3 separate regions of the Mus musculus genome follow, and regions 2 and 3 are each linked to region 1. The links are chromatin contacts, called in public Hi-C and promoter capture Hi-C maps. All regions are on one chromosome and are shown on one strand. The core of a region is the stretch at or near the end of the contact, and the rest is flanking DNA. Distances in the headings are between cores, read along the strand shown. Region 1 holds the start of Baat (bile acid-Coenzyme A: amino acid N-acyltransferase). Region 2 has its middle 16 kb from the start of Acnat1. Region 3 holds the start of Pgap4 (post-GPI attachment to proteins GalNAc transferase 4).

Evidence for each region. Hi-C and Micro-C count contacts between places; a contact is called where the count stands out from the background. Capture Hi-C pulls out chosen DNA fragments and counts their contacts.
Region 2: a contact with region 1 is called in a Hi-C map of liver, with 3 times the contacts expected there. The contact joins the enhancer-like site here to the promoter of Baat in region 1. A contact is called at or near these places in 3 of 39 promoter capture datasets (hippocampal neurons and liver), 1 of 484 Hi-C or Micro-C datasets (liver), 1 of 115 datasets of contacts at active chromatin or transcription factors (embryonic stem cells) and 1 of 9 other capture datasets (adipose tissue).
Region 3: a contact with region 1 is called in a promoter capture Hi-C map of adipose tissue. The contact joins the promoter of Pgap4 here to the promoter of Baat in region 1. A contact is called at or near these places in 1 of 484 Hi-C or Micro-C datasets (nephron progenitors), 2 of 115 datasets of contacts at active chromatin or transcription factors (both in embryonic stem cells) and 3 of 9 other capture datasets (adipose tissue, liver and pancreatic islet).

The regions. Positions count from the first base shown.
Region 1 is chr4:49,505,159-49,507,858 of GRCm38.p6, forward strand. Baat (bile acid-Coenzyme A: amino acid N-acyltransferase) reads right to left here and starts at 1,400. Exons shown (of 4, transcript NM_007519.3): 1 at 1,171-1,400.
Region 2 is chr4:49,433,985-49,436,684 of GRCm38.p6, forward strand. It overlaps the pseudogene Rbpj-ps2. Among named protein-coding and RNA genes, the nearest start is that of Acnat1, 16 kb to the right of the region's middle. Within about 2 kb of position 1,332, at least 2 of the 459 cell types and tissues checked have an H3K27ac peak or open chromatin away from gene starts, as enhancers often do. A contact at or near this core is called in liver, where this site is marked.
Region 3 is chr4:49,596,426-49,599,125 of GRCm38.p6, forward strand. Pgap4 (post-GPI attachment to proteins GalNAc transferase 4) reads right to left here and starts at 1,451. Exons shown (of 2, transcript NM_025944.4): 1 at 1,199-1,451. Gm33106 (a long non-coding RNA gene) reads left to right here. Exons shown (of 3, transcript XR_390562.3): 2 at 431-2,403.

The DNA.
Region 1 (2,700 bases), core at 150-2,649:
GCCTGAGGGGCTGGAGAGGTGGCTCAGCAGTTAAGAGCACTGACTGCTCTTCTAAAGGTCCTGAGTTTGAATCCCAGCAACCACATGGTGGCTCACAACCATCTGTAATGTGATCTGATGCCCACTTCTGGTATGACTGAAGACAGCTACAGTGTACTTATTTATAATAATAAATAAATCTTAAAAAAAATACTAGGGCTGAATTTCCCCTCAATTCACTGAAAACCACCATGCTACAGTCACAAGAAGTATAACAAATATGGGGACAAACCCAGCAGAAATCCCAGCTCTTATTATAATCAAACTCTTAACACAGAGAGCAAATTTTAATGTAGCCAGAGAAAAGTAAACATTGCAGAGGAAAAGAACAAACATAAAATGACAGTTGGCCCTACCAAAAAGACATTAAACAAAGCAGGAGACAATAACCCCTCAATCACAGTGCTCAAAAGAAAGAGAAAAACAAGTAAATAAAACAAAATGCTCACAATTCCTTACCTATGAAATATACACATCAAACCTGAAGGCTATAGAAAGTAAATCCCAGCCAGGCGCGGTGGCGCACGCCTTTAATCCCAGCACTTGGGAGGCAGAGGCAGCCTGGTCTCGAAAAACCAAAGAAAGAAAGAAAGAAAGAGAGAGAGAGAGAGAGAGAGAGAGAGAGAGAGAGAGAGAGAGAGAGAGAAAGAAAGAAAGAAAGAAAGAAAGAAAGAAAGAAAGAAAGAAAGAAAGAAAGAAAGAAAGAAAGTCCCATGGGGGAATGGAAATGGGGAAAATACATTTTCAGTAAATACTACTTCAAGAAATGAAGAGCAATAACACATTTATTATCTGGGTAAATATAAAGGCCCTTTTCAAAATTTAATCACTTACATAGATACATATGTGAACTTAGGAAAAGTTAAAACTCTATATAGCCTGTTCAAAATAAAAGTTTTATGAGGTTTATCTATGAAATATGACAAATAGAGGAAAATCTGGTAAACATAGGATTCTTATATCACTGTTTTTCAAGTGATGTAAGATTTTCTGCGGGTAGATAATGATAACTTCATGTACTTATCAAGAGTTCGCTGAGCTAAGAGATAATAGATAAGAGAGCTACCAGGCGTCAGAGCAATTCATTAAAGGATAAGCTGCATAGGAAAGGCAGAGGTAGTAATCACTTACAGTAGTTTTACAGCAACCCTCAGGAACGTGGTGTGCTCTAGAGAAGGAGGCCCTGTCGGTCAGCACAGATGCCCAGGACTTCTCAGAGACTCTCAAACCAAGGCTCTGACAACACTGTAGATAATGGAAGAGTTTTTAAAAATGCAGACTATTCGGTCAGAGCTGAGGAAAATATCTTAGTATTTCCCTCCTCAACCAGATATAAGTAGGCTGAACCCAGAGAAGAGACTAAGACCTTGGAACTTGGACTTTGAATAAATGCCTGAGATAAAGATCTAAAAATGAAAGCATCGGGCTTCTAGTGTGGAAAGGCCCTAACAAACTCTGGTCTTTGACAGCAACAGTCCTCTGAAACCACGTCCTTTGCTGGAATGTGGCAGAGAGCTCCTGTGTACCCAGAACTAGGGAGACTGAGGCAGGAGGGAAGTTAAAGCCAGCCTGGGCTACATAGGGAGACTGTCTCAGAAAAACAAGAGTAAAACAACAACAAAAAAGAGGCTGTCTCTGTGACACAGTGTGTGTTATTTCACATGGAAATCTCCAAGGCAAGGGAATAGAATCATCTGGGATTCACTCCTGCACATGTTTGTTCTCAATACTGGAACAGAGCTGGGGACACCAAGGATATGGGAGCCTCCTTGTGGTCTTTCTAGATGATCCAGATTGGGTTTTTCACGTCACAGCTGGAAGGGCAAAAGTTAAGACAGCTGAAATCTATAGTCTTAGCCATTTTATATTTGTGAAGAAGGCATATGGCCCTGTTAGAATTCAAATGAGGAGAAGGAAGCAGAGATTTTTTGATAGTGAGTTAAATAGCAGCAATAAGGGAAAGGGAAGAGGGTATGCTATGTATACGCATGCACTATTCTGTTTATATTTGTACTGCCATCTGCAATCTTTTGGGAATAAAGTCTGCCACAGCAGGAGTAGGAAAAAAAGGGAGCAAATAAATCCGATGAGTGGAAAACAGATACCCTGATGGGAAATTTCAACATAATTATATTTGATTGCATTATGGGGCTGAAGAGACAGCTCTGTGGTCAGGAACACTGGCAGTACTTCCATGGGGAAGAATATTCCTAGCACTCACACGGTGACTCATAACTGTCCGTAACTCCAGGTCCAGATAATCTGATGCTCTTTTCTGACTTTTGAAGCATGAGGCACATAGGTGGTTCATGAATGTACATGCAAGCAAAACACCCACATACATAAAATAAAAACAAAATGAGAAAAAAATAGAGGAATTGTTGAAGAGAGGTATGATGGCTTTTCCTTGTTGTCAACTTGACTACATCTGGAATGTATGAAGGACAGTTATATCATGTTAGAGGTAAGTATGACCTGGTTAAATATATGTGTTGTGAATGTGTGTGGGGTAGTTACATTATGTTTAGGTCTAATTGTGATCTGGTTACAGTTATCATTTTGAAATTAATCATGACCTAAGAAAATATGATTGTGTGCCAAGTTGACAAGAGGTATACTTGTGGTGGCTATTCTTGTTAACTTGATTATATTTGGAATAAG
Region 2 (2,700 bases), core at 82-2,581, 71 kb before region 1:
TCATCAGGCAAAGACACAGCCAAATCTCAATGATCAGGAGTGACTTCTTTGGAGGTGCTTTCATTTTTCAAGGACTTCTCTTTCTCCCACGAGCAGTGGAAGCGTTCCTTCACTACTTCTATTTTCTTGGGGTCACGATGAACTTCTCTGGGACTTCCACTGAAGGAAATACGATCCGAACCTCAGCCGCACATCAGGCGCCACATGTCCGTTCCAGCAGGACTCAGTTATTCGTGGGTGAGAGGGGGACTGAAAACCTGGGAGAAAAATGGGATGGGAGAGAAAGAAGGAGCAGAGACCAAGGAGGGAAGTCCTATCAAGGTCTCTGTTTATTAGGCTGAAACGCCGGGTTTTTAAAGCATACATCGAGGGGAATAGGGAGGGGTTGAGGGGGAAATTAACAAAGAACAAAGAAGTGGACATCAGGGGACATAAGGGCGGAAGTCAGGTTCCAGGCGGTGGGCACTCTGCGTCCGTCTTATCTCCGGAATTCGGATCCTCCTTAACATCCTTGGGTGTCAGGCCCGGCTCAGCACTTAACTCATGTCCTTTGATGTCATGGGAGTCAGGAAGAGATAAGGAAGAGGGGATTATAATTCAGCTTATAGAGACTCAGGTGCCAGGAAGGGAACAGGGAGAAGGGAGTGACAACCAGCTAGCTCCTAGCACAAGGTCATTTGGCTTGTCAGGGTGGGAGACTTGAAAGGCTTTTTCTCACGGTATGGTCTCCAACACTCCTGGAAGATGATGAGCCAGAAGGAGAAGAGTTCACAGTTAGTGATGGCTACATCCATTATGGACAGAGTGTCAAGCTTGTGTGCTCAGTGACTGGCATGGCACTCCCAAGATTGATAATTAAGAAAGTTGATAAGCAGACAGCATTACTGGATGCAGACCACCCTGTATCACAGCTCCACAAATGTGCATTTTACCTTAAGGTTACAGAAAGAATGTACTTGTGCCTTTCTCAAGAAAGAATATTTCAATTTCAGGCTACTCTGTGTCCAAAAACACAAAATAAAAAAAAAATGGTATCTGTGAGGGAATGGACCCTATCCTTGCCCCAGTCATTCCTGTGCCTGTTGTAGAAAGTCTTCACTTGAATGGCAGCAGGGAAGTAGCAATCCTTGAACTTAAAGAACAAACCTTACTCGAAATTTATGAGTGTGGATTGGAGATGTAGAAGTTGACACAATGTACAGATGTTTAAAGAGCATGCTCTGTAAGATCCCAGACATTTCTGCATTCAGAGAAGGTTGGAGATAGGTCTAAGAGACACTCCAGGTTCCAGTAACTTAGGTCAGTACTGACAGAATCATTTACTCCACCAGGCTTACCTTCACCTACACACCATAGCCAGGGCCAAGGCCACACTGCAGCGCTGCAGGAGTGATTCTCAGAGTCAAATCCAGCCAAGTGCCCTCCAATGAGTCAAACACAAACAGCGAGGGGAATTACACAAATGCCAGCACAAATTCTACCAGTGTCACATCGTCCACAGCAACCGTGGTGTCCTAACTATCATCTTTTTGCTGTGACTGCAACTGACTTGAATGTGGCAAAAAATTTCACAGAAAAAAGCTAAGGATAAAGTGAACAACCTTTTGTGGTTTCCTGGGGAAACGTTTCATACCGGGTGATCTATTCAAAACTGCAAGTGCAGGTGTGACATGCACAAGCCATAATACAATGAACAACATCAAAATGCACAGGCTGATGGGAATCCAGGTTTTCAGCTGTCACTCTCACACACACACCTTTTTGGTTGTTTTTGGTTTGGTTTTGATTTAATGGTCTGGAAATAGATACATGGCTGGAGATACAGGTTAAGCTAGAAGACACAAACTTAACATAGATTTATGGACCAAGGGAATTGCATAAACTTTAGTAAAAGGTACCTTTTCACCATGCCTTTTTTATATCACAGTATGTAGTACACCTTGTTACCAAACAGGTTGCGCTCCCCACCCTTTGAGGGTTGGCTCTAAAGTACATTCAGGTTCGAGCCTCACCATGTTTGTTCAGTCTGAATACTGAACACTTCCAGGTTCCTGTGGTCTAAGGCTGGAACGTTTTTTAAGCTGAAGTCTTAAGACTTTTTCAGAAGATGGAATTATTTTGATTTCAACAAGTCAAATTTTGAAGAGGCCTGCATATTTTTTAAGATTATATGAGGTCTGCAAAAGTTTTAAAAATGCCTCTGCCTTGCCTGCAACACATGCAATGCATGTTAACTGAATCTGTTCGCAGATACTGTTAGTAGTTATTTCTGTGTTTTCCTTTTCCTTTTTCCTCTTTTCTTTTCCTTTTTAGATATTTTCTTTATTTACATTTCAAATGTTATCCCCTTTCCCAGTTTCCCGTCTGAAACTCCTCTATCCCCCACCTCCTCCCCTGGCTCTCCAACCCACCCACTCTGATTCCAGGTCCTGGCATTCCCCTATACTGGGGCATAGAGCCTTCACAGGACTAAAGGCCTCTCCTCTCATTGATGACTGACTAGGCTATCCTCTGCTACATATATAGCTAGAGCCACAAGTTCTACCCTGTCTTTTCTTTGATTGGTGGTATAGTTCCAAGGAGTACCAGGGATACTGGTTATTTCATATTGAAGTTCCTCCTATGGGGCTTCAGACCCCTTCAGCTCCCTGGGTACTTTCTCTGGCTCCTTCATTGGGGACCTTGTGCTCTGTCCAATGG
Region 3 (2,700 bases), core at 201-2,700, 91 kb after region 1:
AACTACTCCAATTAAAATATGGATCCATATAAATGAGCAAGTCAAACACAGGTAATTAGGTATGGGTTCCTATGGATAAAGGCAAGCAAATTAAAACTACATACCATTATTAATATAATTACATTATTAATAATAACTACATTGTTAATATTAACTTCAAATATAGAAAAATTTAAAGCTAAACAGAGAATCTCAACAATCTAAAAGATGTAGTTTTGTTTATATTTTTCTTTTTTTTTTTTCTTTTTTTTTTTTTTTTTTCTTTTTGCTCCATGCTTATCATTTCCATTTCTTTTTTTCTGGTTCTCATCATATTAAGCATTAGACGAACCTTGTTTGCTCTTCTGGTCTCATAAACTATGTGGCGCATAAAGACCCCCTAGAAATCCTCCAATAAAACTATTTCCCATACATGGTTTATTTCTCTCAGGGAAACCGGCGTGCACTTGCGCGCACACCCACACCTGCAGTTTCTGGTGATAATCCGCATGGTGAGATCATCACTGAAGCCGCATTGTGGTCCCGCAGGGAGAGCAAGGGTCGAGCAGGAGATGCCAGGTCACTGTGACCTGCGGGGGTTCAGGTCCCGCGACAACCTCCTGAACGCAGTGCGGCACGGGCGACGCCTGGCACAAGAACCTGAGCGAAAGCTGCGACACACCCATCCATCCACTCTGGGGAAAATAATAGTGACTGAAAACCCCTAGCTTGGCATCTAGGGCCCTCGCTGACCTTGGGGAGTCCCCTCTGCCCACCGGCCTCAGTTTGCCCACCTTCAGGCAGAGACTGCGAGTCCAGCGCAGTGGCGTTCCAGGCGCGGGCGTTCCCGGGAGCGGGAGGGGCGCCTTCCTCCGGTCACCTTCGCTGGAGGACGCGCCCCGCCGAGGACGGGCGGAGGGGCCCCCGCTCCCGGGCAGCCATTAGGGGGTAGCGCTCAGGCCGGCCGCTGTGTGGGGCTCCCGGGCTGCATCCTCGGGCCTGGTGACAACCCGGCCCGGCCGGCGACAGCCAAAGAGCGAGGCGACCCGCCTGGTGCCACAGACGCACCGAGGGCGGGGCCGCGGCCGAGCCAGCCTGCGGGGCTCAGGGCGGGGGACGCAGGCCTCGGGAGCACCACTCCCCTCATCGGCCGTCGCTCCCACATCGCGTCCCCTCGAGGGCGCGCTTCTCCGCGACACCAGCCCGGCAGGAAACCTACCCCGTGGAGGCGTCAGCTACGTCCTGGCTTGCCAAGGCCACCGCCGCTGTAGCCCAGGCCACCGCTGCTGTAGCCCAGGCTGGCTGGTCTCGATGGTGGCGCCTTGGCAGAACCCTGCCGGGCGGAGAGTAGCGGAAGGCTCGCCTCCTCCAGCATTCGCTCCGGTGCAGGGCTCCCCTCGCTCTGCCAGGCCACGTGACCTGAGAGCTGCGGAGCAACTGCAGCCCCCAAAGCTGGCTTGGGGGTGGGGGTTGCGGGGCGGGGTGGGGGAGAGGCAAAAGGCGCCAACTGATGGGCAGCGAGGGAAAAGCAGGGTCGCTCCCAAGTCAGGAGAACAGGATGATGTCCCTTTTATAATGTGAATGCAAGCCTAGGTTTTATTCCATCAGGTGGGCACAAGAAGAAAGATGTATTTTAATAAAGCATCTCGCCCTTTGCGGAAGCGTTTGTGTAGAAACCTATTTCTCTGTTTCTGAATGGGCTTTAATCTTCTAAACGCCTTCTGTTTAAATGCAAAAGCCCCTGGGAGACATAACTGGAGAGGGAGAAAAATATACGCACTGGGGTAGAGTAATCCTGACGTGCAACACAGGGAAAGCATAGGAAATGACTCAAGGAAGGGGGAAAAAAACTGCATGTCTGACTATGAGAAGGTAAAAAACAGCCAGCTTAGTACCCTGGCCTCACCAGGGCTCTCACCACCATACATCTTTGTGGCCATTTTTATTGCTTCTATTCCATGTCAGTTTGCCAGTGTAGGCTAGGACTTAAATGAGTATTTTGGATGTACATATAATAGGAATTTTTTTTTTGGTGATCATAATGTTGTATTGTCTGATCATTATCACTTAAATACTCAGGATGGAAACAAGTTGCAAGATTAGGAGGCACCGATAGAAAATATCCAGTAAAACCCTTTCTGTAACAGGGTACATACGAGTTTACAGGGTTAAAAAGAGGAAATTCCATAAGTAAATTATTTGATGCAAAAAATGAGATCATCATCTTGTTTCCAGATGTTCTAGCTGCTTTCTACTACAGAGGCGAACAATCCTGAGCTCAGCCTATTGAGCCAAGTTCCTGCTGTTGAAGCCTCTCAGAACTCATGTCACTGGGGTTCTTTGTGTCCACTTGAAGGAGCCTTGAGGTGATCGCAGAAAAAGACAACCAACTACAAGAAAGGCCATGATATCTGCCTGATTTAGGTGAAAATTTCTTGTCATTTGCTTGTCTGGTTTGTATGTTTTAGCTGTGTGTACTGGCTGGTTCTGCGTGTCAACTTGACACAGCTAGAGTTATCACAGAGAAAGGAGCTTCAATTGGGGAAGTGCCTCCATGAGATACAGTTGTAAGGCATTTTCTCAATTAGTGATCAAGAGGGGAAAGGCCCCTTGTGGGTGGTGCCATCTCTGGGCTGGTAGTCTTGGGTTCTATAAGAAAGCAAACTGAGCAAGCCAGGGGAAGCAAGCCAGTAAGAAACATCCCTCCATGGCCTCTGCATT